2 separate regions of the Rattus norvegicus genome follow, and region 1 is linked to region 2. Evidence: chromatin contacts called from public Hi-C data. All regions are on one chromosome and are shown on one strand. The core of a region is the stretch at or near the end of the contact, and the rest is flanking DNA. Distances in the headings are between cores, read along the strand shown.

The links. A called contact is a pair of places that touch in the nucleus more often than the background predicts.
Region 1: a Hi-C map of the A7r5 cell line shows a contact between it and region 2, with 2.3 times the contacts expected there. The contact joins the enhancer-like site here to the promoter of Fn1 in region 2. A contact is called at or near these places in 4 of 12 Hi-C or Micro-C datasets (the A7r5 cell line, the Rat2 cell line, hepatocytes and 1 more).

The regions. Positions count from the first base shown.
Region 1 is chr9:80,820,297-80,826,934 of GRCr8, reverse strand. No RefSeq gene overlaps it. Among named protein-coding and RNA genes, the nearest start is that of Fn1, 110 kb to the right of the region's middle. Within about 2 kb of position 4,119, at least 15 of the 93 cell types and tissues checked have an H3K27ac peak or open chromatin away from gene starts, as enhancers often do. A contact at or near this core is called in the A7r5 cell line, hepatocytes and liver, where this site is marked.
Region 2 is chr9:80,709,526-80,716,198 of GRCr8, reverse strand. Fn1 (fibronectin 1) reads left to right here and starts at 2,062. Exons shown (of 46, transcript NM_019143.2): 1 at 2,062-2,421; 2 at 3,542-3,670; 3 at 4,434-4,571; 4 at 5,754-5,885. The coding sequence starts at 2,271. LOC102554186 (a long non-coding RNA gene) reads right to left here and starts at 135. Exons shown (of 6, transcript XR_357093.5): 1 at 1-135. It also overlaps a transcript of LOC120094699 not described here.

The DNA.
Region 1 (6,638 bases), core at 2,870-5,369, 110 kb before region 2:
ATTAAGAAATCCATTCAAGGGAAATGAAGGAAATCAAAGCATTTTTATATAGACTTGTTAAATGTATGCTTAATCAAGCATGGTAGATACACTCATGATTATATAACCTGCTTGTGGTATGAGGGAGAAGAATTTTTTTTAAAAATGTTTTTATTATTTCAGATTTATTATTTTAGGGGGTGTGTATTTTAGTGTGTGTAAGTGTGTGTGTGTGTGTGTGTGTGTGTGTGTGTGTCTTCTCTATGTGTGCTCATGGAGCATGGGGATATTGGATCCCTCTGGAGCTGGAGTGACAGACAGTTGTGAACCTCTTGAAGTGGATTCTGGGAACCAAACTCACAAGAGCAATGTGTGCTCTTAACCTCTTAACCTCGTAAGCTTTGAGCCTCCTCTCCAGAAGCTGAAGGGGAAATATTAAGAATCCCAGCAACCCTTGGCTCATTGCTCAAGTTCATCTAGTTCAAGTGTCTGTAAGCGTTTCTGGTAAAAAGGTAGGCAGTAAATATGTTCTGCAGGTCAATACCATCTCTGTTGATGCCACATAACTCTGCCCTTGGAGAAGGAAAACAGTCACAAACAATTCACAACAGAGTTTAGCTGTGTTCTCATGAAGCCTTCCTCCTTCCCTCCCTCCCTCCCTCCCTCTTTTCTTCCTCCCTCCTTTCTTCCTCCCTCCTTCCCTCCCTCCCTTCCTCCCTCCCTCCCTCCTTTCTTCCTCCCTCCCTCCCTCTCTCCCTCCCTCCCTCCCTTCCTCTGGCTCCATTAGACTCACAGAGAATAATTTACGGACCAATCTGACGTAGCATTTCTATGCAGATTGCTACATCTCATCTGTCTTGCAAGTCCCTGCATCTGCTCTCCCTTGTGTCTGTCGACTCTGCCTTCAACAGCTCAGTCTTCGCAGGCTGAGCATTCCTCGTAGATAGCATCATTGGCTTTAACGTTTAGGGCTCATGGTCACGAGTCTACAGCTGTCTGTTGAAAACCAGCTGTTTGGCTGGAGGCTCTCTGGAGCCAGATGCCTTCTCTTTATGTTCATTTAGAACCTCTAACAAGAAACGAAACTCAACATTATAGCCACCACTGACTTCCCCAGGTCATCCATCTCGCCACATTTTGACAAAACGATGGCACTGTCATCCCGCTAGAAATTGGAGGTGATGTCCACCTATCACTAGGTGACATGTGGGAAGCACATCTTACAAATGGCTGCTCTGTAGCACCGATAGCCATGAGCTACATCAACACATAGCCACAGAGGTGTTGTGAGCCCCACGTGCAGAAGGGAAGCAATTCACCATGCTCTGCTGTGCGATAGCATTTGTAGACTACAAAGCTCATACTTAATAAGGCCTCATACTTTTCCACAGGTATGGAAGAATCTGGTTTATAAACCAAAATGCACAAATAGGGGAAGGGAGCTTTGTGGAGAGCAGAAAGTGGAATGAAGATTGGAGAAAAGGAAAAAGTAATAATATAAAAAACACTAAGAGGGGAAATTTGGCAAATGACACAGTCAGCTCAATGATGCCTTTAAAATCTGCTGTTAAGAGGACATGTACTCTAAGGCCATTAATCATATGAGCCATAAAAACAGGAAAAGTGAATGCCTACGTGGCCAATTACTATGATAGTTAAAATTCAGGGTTAGACTGCGGTTATATGATTATGAAAGTTTCGTTAATTAAATCAGGATAAATAATTTTCAGTTAAGAGAGTATAAATTATTTGATCACAAATGAATATTTCTAGAGTTTACTAAAGAAAGCCTGTGTCTGCCTGCAACATGGTGTAAATGTCTTTTTTCTTAAGTTTTTAAATTACATCTTTAATATATTTATTTTGTGAGCAAATGTGGGTACACATGTTCCACAAGGCACATGGGGAGGTCGGAGGTCAACTTTAGAGAGTTGGTCCTCTCCATCTACCACCACCAGATCCTGAGGATGGAGCTCGTTCCTCCAGGTCTGGTGCAAGCATCCTTACACAGCGAGCCGTTCTACCACCCCATGAACTTCTTTATTACCGCCTGCTTCAGTGAGATGTCATGACATGGTGTCGCATCTCAAAACATGGCACCAGACCCAGACACATCCCATGACATCATACAGCTTTTTCTAGATCTAGACATGAAAAATTAATAGGCAGAAACTTGAGGGGGGTTAAATTGTCAACTTCAATTTAGGGAAACTAAGGCATGATCGAAAAACAGATATATTTTATTTTCTGCAAGACTAAGTCAGTGTGAAAGTGCTACCAGTTGCCGCTAACAGGAACAAAAGCCAGTAGTTAAACTAGCCAATCTCTGAGCGTGCCTTTCTGAGTCTTTGGTACATGCTGGTTAGTGACACAAACTCCTAAAACTTCAAAGGATACCATGGCTTTCTGGCTTAAGTGTTTGTGATTGTGGGAACAAGTCACAGCTTTTATCTATCCCAATATGAAAAGTAGAGAAAGATTTTTCTGGTGGATGTAGAGCTGAAGTTTTTCAGCTGGTTGCTATGCTCTTCTGTGGGTTTCAGTGTCGTCGAACAGAGAGTACTTGCGGACTTCCCCCCTACCTCTTCCTAATCATTTCAGCTCCGTTTTCTTTGAACCAACAAGCATATGCAGCAACACAAGCAAAGCCAGCAGCAGCACCGTGTGGGGAAGAGACCGAGCTGCTGGAGACAGTTTTCAGATCAACGGATTTCTTTCTCATCATCTTCTTCACGTTATTGCCGTGTGTGCTGAGGTTCCACACTTCTGCTTCTTCATTTGAGACTTTTTACTGGGGAGGCTGGAGAGAAGGCTCAGAAGTTAAGAGTGCATGCCGCTCTTGCACAGGACCAGAGTTAAGTTCCCAGCACCAGGGTCAGATAGTTCACAATACCTGTGACTCCAACTTCAGGGGGATATGACACCTCTGGCCTCCTCAAACACCTGTGTTCATGTGCACTTGTCTGTGCACACACACAAGTTTTTAAAAAAAAAAAAAAACAACTTAAAATTTCCTGGGCTGATGAGACAGTTCAGGGTGTAAGGGCATTTGACTCCAAGTCTGATGACCTAGGTTTGACCCCCAAGACCCACATAATGGAAGGAGAGAACCAACCCCTGAAAGCTGTCCTCTGATCTCCATATATATGCTGTGGTACACATGCACACACCAACATGAACGCACATGCATGTGCACATGTGCAATAAACACATGTAATGCAATTTTTATCAATACATATTGATTGCAGACATTAATGGGGTACCGTGTGGCATTGGGTTCATGCTGACAGTTGCTTCCAGGCACACCCCTCCCTTTCGCTCAGAGATGACAGTGTATGTGTTAGTCTGCTTTAAACCTCATGGGAACTTCTGCAAGCCTATTCACACAGGTGGAAGCAAATGCTGCCTACTTAAAATTGACAGAAGGTTTAGTTTGAGGGGTTAAGAGTAAGTTATCGCACTGATAGTATATTTAATTTCTACATAAGGTGGAATGATTGATGCCCTGGGAAGTAACTGCCGTTCTAAGGAGTCTCTGGGTTTTCAAAGAAGGCAGGACCTCTGCCTGTAAGGAATTGGAGAATGGTAAATTCCAGACTCTGTAGATATAAAGGATGGGTTTTAGCTAGGAGGAATGGGGAAAGGTAGGGGACATCCAGGAATCTCCACCTAAAGCAGCCGCATGCCACCAGAACTGTCTGCCACTCAGTTCAGCCCAGGTTCTATAAATATTGACCTGGCATTCGGGAAAATACCCAAAATAAATTGTGACCATACAAATTCTAATTGAGTGTGTTGACACACTTCCTGGACTCCCGAACCCATATCAAACAGTTAAGGCTTTGTCTTACATTCCTGTCTTGTCAGGTTTTACAACATGGGGACTCTGCAGTTCTCAGCACACCGGTAGAGACAGCGTGGGTGTGTACTTTACCTCTTTAGCTAGAAGTCCTGACTGTGATTTTACATCTCTTGATTGTTGTTAATGAGGACTACAAGTGTTCATGTTTCGAAATCTCACTGGAAATAGCAAGCTATGAATGGCTGGCACCTGCCCAGACTTTTGGAACAATCACGCACTTTGACTCACTGGGATCCTGTTTCACCCAGTCTGGATTTTAAGCTATAAATCTAGGCTATTGGCCTTATCCCAGAGTGTTATGTCACCATATTTGGGCAAAGACTGAAGTGGGTCTAACATATGCCTCTAGACCAGCTCTTTATAACTGAAAAACAAAACACATTTCTCAGAATGCTAAATCTTATGGGTGGTGTACATGACATAAGTGAATTAATTTTCATGCAATCATATGTTTGAGGGTGGGGACCTAAAAAATAACAATGTATTACAAGCTGTGTGTTGCTCTCCCCTAACTGATGTTCTTGAATGGAAATAGGCAGCTACTTTGAGAACGAGTTCAATGATGAAAATAATGCCGTATCTCTGCTTAGTATCCTACTGATGTGTGAGTTCCATTCTTAGGGCAAGAGCCAAGGATGCAAAATAAACCAGCTTTCCCAGGAAGTGCAAGGAGCAGTCCCTTTTGGTGCCGTGACCCACAGATAGTCTTCCTCGAATCTCTTCTGGTATGAACGGAAGCCCATCATTTAAAGAATATTTATTAAGTCCTTTCTATGTACAAATTTCTCAACTGGGTGCTGGAGAAGAGAGAGTGGGACAAGATAAATATGCCAATCCTTGAGGAGCTCGGTCAGGTGGCAGTGACTAATGCTAAATTAATATTATCATTTTCTGAAATATCTATATATCTATTATATATATATGATATGTGACATGTGATGTGTGACATGACATGTGATATATGATATATATGATATATTTATCTATTTATGTTTATTTATCTATTAAAGATCTATAAGAGACAATTAATATAAGAGACAGTGGGTGGAGGGATCGTATACTCTTAGAGAGCATATATGACAGAAGTTTGATTGGAGGATCAGGGGAGACGTTGAAGTGGAGAGCAATGAGGTCAAAGCTGGTGAGTACTGGGGACGTAGGAGCAGTGAGGCTGGTGACCTGGGCAAGCACAAGATATTAAGGACTTCACAGTCACAACTATTACAACAATCAGGGCATGAAAGAAGGGTCATGACCTGATCATTATTTGATGAGCACTTGGGCCACAACGTGAGACGAAGAACTAGAAGGTTCCACTGAAGGTGTAGAAGGTTACCAATAAATGGATGCCACAGGCTAAAGAGGAGATACAGGTGGCTAGGATACAGGAATGGAAGAGAGAAAGCAGTTGGGTATGGCGTGTATTCAGGAGCTTTTATCTGGGGCAGGGAGAGGGGTCAGTGAGACACAAGGAGCAGAGACCCTGACTTTGACGGTTATCCAAGAGTACGCTAGAGAATGGCTTTCTCTTTTGAACTACGATGAGACATTTGGTGGAGGGGAGTGAGGAGGGTTAATTTTCGTGGCTGACATTTTGAAACACTGAGAAGACAGGTCATGCAGAAAACCTGACCCTGAAAAAGGCGGCTTAGAAATCCACAAAGTCCTCAGTTAGAGTTCCATGTGGGGGTCACTCGCTTGAGCACTTTAAATTTGTAGAATACAATCTAAGTGCTGCCTTTTGGATACCTTTTAGCGTTCTAGATGAAGACACTCAGTCAGGGAGGTCTTTCCTACGGGAAAAAATGTGAACTGTATGGACTGAAGAGGTTAGAACCTGACTCTTCCCCAGGTACTCCATTGCTTCTACCTGAGGGCCTTCCCACCCCTGGGGTGTCAGTTTTTTCTGCGTCTAAGTCTGTCTTACCAACTCCAGGTAGTTTTTTGGGTCTGACCAAAACAGGTCCACGCTCTATCCTCTCCTGGGAGTTTCACTTCTGTCTCATGGATACCCTAGTCTGCTTGGCTTGCCAGGACATATTACCATAGAATGAATGGTTCGAACAACACAAGTGTGTTTCTTCACAGTTCTAGAAAGTATGTGTCTGAGAGCAGAACACGTCAGATTCCCGTGAGAATTCTCTTCTTGCTTAACTAGACAGCTGCCTGTTCTCTGTGTCCTCGTGCAGCTGAGTTCTTTCTTCTTTTTATAGGATTAGGACTCTGCCCTGTTTGTTTCATTAGCATTAAATATCTACTAAAGACCCCATCTCCTGATGAAGTCCCACTGAGGTTACAGCTTTGACATATGAATTTTATGCAGACAGAAGTCATTCTATAGACATAGGGAACACTGGTACAGTTGACCACCTCTCCTGACTCCTACAGTGGAAAGCCAAGATATTACAGCAGCTGGAAGTCTGCTATGCTCTAGAAGTGACTCACATATTCTCTATTTTGAGTCTCCTAATTCACAAAAGAAAGTCAACACATACAAAACTATAATAAGATGCTTTTCTTAGGCCATACAAACTTCAGCATATGACTGAATGCAGTAAGGCATAATCTAACTTGTGCATTGACAATGATTAAGAAAATGTTTAAGGGACTGGACAGATGACTCAGTGGTTAAGAGCACTGACTGTTCTACCAGAGGTCCTGAGTTCAATTCCCAGCAACCATGTGGTGGCTCACAACCATCTGTAATGGGATCTGATGCCCTCTTCTGGTGTGTCTGAAGACAGTGACAGTGCACTCACATACATACAATAAATCTTTTTTTAGAAAAGTTTAAATC
Region 2 (6,673 bases), core at 813-3,312:
GTATATTATTCTAAAGTATTTTGAGTATGGTAAATATACTGAACTATCATGTTTTTGTGACAAAATTCTTTTCTAACCGCTTATTTCCTTCCTCCAGGATCTGCCATATTTGTGGAAAGCCGTCCCCTCAGGTTTATCTAGCAAGCATCCTGATTTCCAGGTATCCTTCTCTCCCCTGGAGAGAGCACTTCCCAGAACTTCACTGTTTTACAAGGAGCCCTTTTATATCTGAAAGAGAAAACCGTTTTGTCAAGGGATGATGAGAAATTCCAAAAAACTAAGTCAGACGGGATTCTAAATTTGGGGGAATGTATGGCATTCGTTCAACCCCGAGTGTTGGTCACAAAGATTCTCTACTTATTTTACACCGCTTGTAAGAAACTGGTATTCGTTGTGGGTTTTCTTGTTTTTAGTTCTTTACATCAATAAAAATAAATGTTAATTTTGCCTCTTTAATGTGTTGAGGATTTTATAAAGCATACAAATTCAAATTATCCTTACAGCGGAACTTTTGGCGAAAACAAGAACCTGGTACAAATAACATATTTTGCTGGTAGCTTTAATGTGTTCTCAAAGCAAATGAGACCACGTGCCTAACCGAAGGAGAAAGCCAAGTTTGGAGTTCAGACCTGCTGCTTTGAAAATAGTGGGCTTCTCATTTTGAAGCACAGCAACTGGGCTGTGTGTGTCTGAAAGGTAAAAAAAAAAGAAAAAAAAAAAAAGAAAAAAAAAAAAAAAGACCAACGTGTTAGAGCTGTGAGCTTCAGGGGGACGTCTCCTATCCCCGCTCCAATCTCAGTAGTGTAGAAAGTCCGGAGAATTTCCGGAGACTTTTCAGTGGAACTTTATACATTCTTGGAGCAGATAACAATTGAAATCTAAAAAATCTGGCGGCGAGGGAGGGGGTGGATAGTGGAATTCTGCCATGACTGTGAAATCTGAAAAAAAATAAACGCCCAGATACATGCAAGGGAATTCCGGGGAAGGCTGGAGGAAGGCAAGACATAGTCTTTGTACCCATCCCCACCCCAGCTCTCTTTCAGAGGCCACCTAGGTCTCTGCTTTGAGTGCAAATGGCCCAGTGAACGTGGCGTGGACCTAAAGCTACCCGCTCTCCCCAACTTCATCAGCCAGTTCAAATTTCCCCCCTCTCAAGCTGTTCACCACAGGCCTTCTAAAAGAAACGGGCACCCCAATCCCAGGAAAGGAAAACTTTGTTTCATGACTTAGAAAGGAAACTTTCTGTTGCTTCATCTTTGCAGAGAGACTTGGTCTTGTGAGTTTGCCCGGAATCTTCAGGGCGCCGTGCACAACCCCGGGCTGTAGAAGCTCAGGGAAGGGGTCACCTTTGACACGCGCTCACCCTCTCCGGGGCTCTCCCTCGAAACCAAGCAGGTACTGCATGGAGAAACCGGGGTCTAAGCCTACCTAACACCGAATAGGCGGCGCCCGGGACCCAGGAAAAGCACCAGGAAGAGCCGCCCTGCCCCGGGGCTGCAAAAGTGAAGTCTGGATTCCTACAGGGACAAGGTAGTGGCCACTTAACGACTTTTTCCCTTCCCACAAAATACACCCCGGTGAGCACAGACTTTTCTCAGAGGTGACGCAATGTTCTCAAACACCACCACGGTCACCAATTTAAAAAAAAAAAAAAAAAGGAAAGAGACGAGGGGGTAAACCTGTCCCCTACCCCCAGGCTTCAGTCGGCTCCAGCCCCTCCCTCCCTTTCCTCCGAGTCTACTTCACTTTACAGCCGTTTCCCATCCCTACCCCCAATCCTCCTCCCAAAAGTTTGACGACCGCAAAGGAAACCAAAGGGGGGGGGGAAGTTCTCCAGTCCCAGACCTGGCGGGAGATCAGCATCTCTTTTGTTCGGGGCGAACCCACCGTACCCCGTGACGTCACCCGGACTCCGGGCCAATCGGCGCGCGGTCGGCCGCGGCTGCGGCGGCAGGAGGGGCGGGGGGAGTCGGACGGGACCCTCCTCCCCGGCGCGCAGGGCCTCGTGGGGGGGCGGGAAGGGACTGTCCCATATAAGCCTCTGCTCTTGGGGCTCAGCCGCTCGCACCCGCTGCACTGCACAGGGGAAGAAAAGGAGCCCAGGGTGTGAGCCGGGCCAGCGGCCACAACTTCTGGTCCTCTCCCGTGTCCTCCTTCCATCTTCTTACAGGCGTCCCCACCTCAGGACTTTTCCTGCAGGCTGCGAGGGGAACCACACTTCGTGGCCACTAGCCTCCTGGAGAGGGCGACTCTCCTCCCATCCACTCAAGATGCTCAGGGGTCCGGGACCCGGGCGGCTGCTGCTGCTAGCAGTCCTGTGCCTGGGGACATCGGTGCGCTGCACCGAAACCGGGAAGAGCAAGAGGCAGGCTCAGCAAATCGTGCAGCCTCCGTCCCCGGTGGCTGTCAGTCAGAGCAAGCGTGAGTACCGACAGTCTGGCTGAAACCGGCCGGCACCAGGGATGGGTTGGTCCTCGGCTCCCGCAGAAGTTGTGGCTAAAGTTTTGCGCGCGTGCGTGGCTGTGCGAACGTATGTGAGTGCGCGCTTTATTGAAGGAAACCAGCTGTGGACACAAAAGGGCTTATGTTTGAGCAGGCTGGTTGCGGGTACAGTGGAGGCAGGGACCATCTGTCCTTCCCGTCAAGTGCGCTAACAAATTCCACACCTTCAGTTCGCCCTTCCGGGAACCCAAACTTGTGAAAGAGAAAAGAAACATGAACTTAAAAATTTTACATCTGAGATTAGTGTAGTTCCCCGATCCTTATTTTCCTTATTAGTAAATAGTTGGTTAAATATTTAATAAATGGGGAGGAAGAAAAGTATCTAAATAGGTAGTTTCTTACCAACTGGAAAGAGATGTTGTTAGCTCAGTGCTTTGGGGGATACCTCAGGGCTCCCCCAAAAGGATTCTTCATTAAGAGCAGGGATATGCGTTTCTCTTCCAGATTTTCAGAGACCCACTCTTCCTTTAAAAGTTCTCCCTCCTTTTTTTTTTTTTTTCTCTCTTTTTCTTTTGGAGATGATCTCACACTGTAGCCAAAGCTAGCCTGATGTTCTCCAGGCTTGTGTTCAACTTGGAGCAATTCTCTTGCCTCAGCTTCTACAGAGCTGGGGTTTACTGGCATAGTCACCAGGACACCCAACTTAAAAGTTTCCTTTCTTGTCTTATTTGATGTTGTTGCTGTTAAGATTGAAGCCTTTCATGATTTAAAAGTATTTTCTACTTTTTTGCCTCTCAGAATGTTTCCATTCTGCTGATGTAGTTCCCCTGACCAGATGGACATGACGTCATTGTATAACTTTTAACCATGTTAAAAGATAAGAAAAAAAAAAAAAAACCCTAAACGTCCATCTGCATAGACAATGCTTAAATCTTTGACTAGCTAGCTCCCACATCAAAATTTTAGGGAAATATTGCTTTTTAAGAGTTTTTGTGTTTGTTCAGGCTCACCAAGTCAGTTGGCAAAATTCAGTAACTTTGTAGGGGAAAAAGGGGAGGAGGGATGAAGCTGTCATAACTTTCCCCTCAATTCTTCACAGCTGGCTGTTTTGACAACGGGAAGCATTATCAGATAAATCAGCAGTGGGAACGGACCTACCTAGGCAACGCCCTGGTTTGTACCTGCTATGGAGGAAGCAGAGGTTTTAACTGCGAGAGCAAGCCTGAACGTAAGTGGAAGGCAGTCTGGTCCCTGGCAGAAATGATGCTTTAAATAAAAACACATTTGCTCTTTCCTCCACCCTGCTAAGAATCACTTGTAATTCTCTCTTAGTAAAACTTCTTCTCCTGGCTTTTCACGTGCTCTAAAACAAATGCAATCCAAATTAGTTTCCAAAGCCTTCATTTTTATTCTTTTGATTGGAAAATGAAAGGTTTTGCATGTCTCCCTTCAAAAAGAAAACTTATAAAAGTTTGCTTGTAAAGGCTTAATTTATTAGAAAGTTATCTCAGATCTCTGGCTCCCGATTATGGACCAGAAACTGCTTTGAAGCACTGAGTTGTAAAGTGATTTGTTAGCTGCAGTTTCTGAGTCTTCGAAGCCCCTTCATCTGCTTCTTGTGAATTACAGCAGGCCCTTCCGAGCGGCTGCTGAGGGAGGATACAGGGGAAATATTTCAGTAGGGCTGACAAAAGCCAACGCCTGCTGGGAAGAAGGCAACCTTCAAACTGTGTCCCTGTGACCCTTGAATTGATTTCCCTGGCTTGAGACTGGAATTCCAAATCTTTCCTTTGCAACTCAGCTGGTCTCAGGGTGTGGCTTTTTCCTGAGAATTCTTTACATTATAAATAAGAGAGCAGTGGAGAGCTTGCCGAAGGTCAAGAGCTCTGGTTCTGTTAAAGCCTAACTTGAAATTTGTCTCACTTTAGTTTCAATGTAGCGGTGTATGTATGTGAAACTCACACGGGACTTTTTTTTTTTCCTTTCCACAGCTGAAGAGACCTGTTTTGACAAATACACTGGAAACACTTACAAAGTGGGTGACACTTATGAGCGCCCTAAAGATTCCATGATCTGGGACTGTACCTGCATTGGGGCTGGGCGAGGCAGGATCAGCTGTACCATTGCAAGTAAGAAAGGCCTTGGGTGATATGATGATGGAGGTCACATATACACGTCGCTTTCTCTGTCCTGTCCCTGCCTCCATCTGTTATCCTTGTGACCAAACCCCATGTGGTCACTCAGCTAGCTCTTGTACTTCTGAATGATGGATCTAAACAGAGATGGAACTCCTGCTCCTCTGTGTGTGTGTGTGTGTGTGCGCGTGTATGTGTGTGTTTAGGTGTGTGTTTAGGTGTGTGTGTGTGTGTAGGTGTGTAGGTGTGTGTGTGTGTGTGTGTGTGATGTGCCAGTGGAAGATCTCTTGGTTCTTTTCAATAAGATATGCACAAGGGATGTACCTATTTTAAATTACTTGGTCATCTTTAAGCGAGATGATTGATCAACTATCATCCTCAGCTATGAGCCAGATGAGCTTTTGTTCTTTGTCATGGAGTCTGGTTCTGTGTGATGAATAGATTAGATTGGGGAGAGAATCTTGCCGTTCTCAAATACAACACAGAATGATGAGCAGTGTGTCTCCAAGGAACTTTGGGTGCTGGGCTGACTCTCAGGAAGTCTACAGCTAAGGCAATCTTTCTAGTATGACTCATTGGGTTGCCAGAACTTTCTATTAATAAGACTTTCTTATATTTAAAAGTTAGGTTTTTTTTTTTTAAAGAAAGTCCTCTGTCCAAAAGAACCATCAGTCCCTTCTGAATAGACCAAACCAACATTTCCAACACTTAATGTCCAAGTTTCCTGGCAAAACCCAAGAGTCAATGGTACACAGTAAGACCCTGCATACAATTCAGCCATTGGCTTTAACAGCCTAAGAAAGTGTCAGGGTTTCCATGTTCATGAGTGTGTATACTTGCTTTCTGCCAGAAATTGGAGCGCTACACCCATGCAGCTCACCTTGCTGTCTAAGAGGAGTCTAGGGAACAGATTATCTGTGACCTCCCTGAGGAACCATGATTTATGACTTCTTGCCATCCAGATTTCTCCATGGCTAACAATTGACCCGAAGTGAGCAGATATGTTGTTGGCCTTCTGCTTTTTTTGGGGGGGGGGGGCAGGAGAGCTGATCTCAGGGTTAACGATCACATCTTGGCCAACATAAGCACTTATTTCAGGAGGAACACAAGATCAGCACCCCCAGAATTCTCTGAATCCCTTTCCCCTAATGTTTATTTACCTTTGATCTGTAACAGATCGCTGCCATGAAGGGGGTCAGTCCTACAAGATTGGTGACAAGTGGAGGAGGCCACATGAGACTGGTGGCTATATGTTGGAGTGTTTGTGTCTGGGGAATGGAAAAGGGGAATGGACCTGCAAGCCAATAGGTAAGTGGCTCGCACATTCAGGTGATTGTGGGGGAAGGAGGAGCAAGCAGAGCTCTAACCTGTGTAACCCAAATGACTGGCCAGGCTATCTGAATCACAACGTAAAAACTAGTGAAATGATCTGATCCCCCAGCCTTAAGGAAATCAGATCCCGAAGTATGAAATGTAAAGAAATCCTAATTTTGTTTCAAAACACAAGGTAGAGTTAAAATCTTTAGGAAAAAGCGATTTCTTTTGTTCACATATGAGGCACTCTCCTGGGTGAAGACATCCTATTTAATGGGGGAAAAAAAATCACACTATTGACATATTTCTTGTTGGGACACAGTGAGTTAAAACACAAAGTGTCACATGGCTCCCTCCGGTCACTCCTTGGTAATTTCCTTAAAAACAAACATTGAAGGTTGTGGGGTTTTTTGTTTGGTTTATTTATTTATTATTTATTTAATTATTTACTCTCTCAGCCTCAGTTGTACTCTGTGAATCCCAAAGTTTGGGGTTCTATTTCCTAGCTCTCCAAGTCAGACTTGTTTTTCAAATTAGTTTTTGTTTTTTACATTAGTCTAAAGTTTAAAGAGCTCTCCTCTCATTCTTTGTAGGTTGTTCATAACTTATATTGGTTTAGTTTAGGGACACACACAGATAAGTGGTAGATAGTACTTGCTGAAGCAAACTAAGGTCCTGGGTTCAATTCCCAGTACTGCATTAATGAATTTAAAAAAAAAATGGGATTTTTGCATAGGGTCATCTCCCACAGGGTACAGACGTACATTTCTTTCCACTTGAAA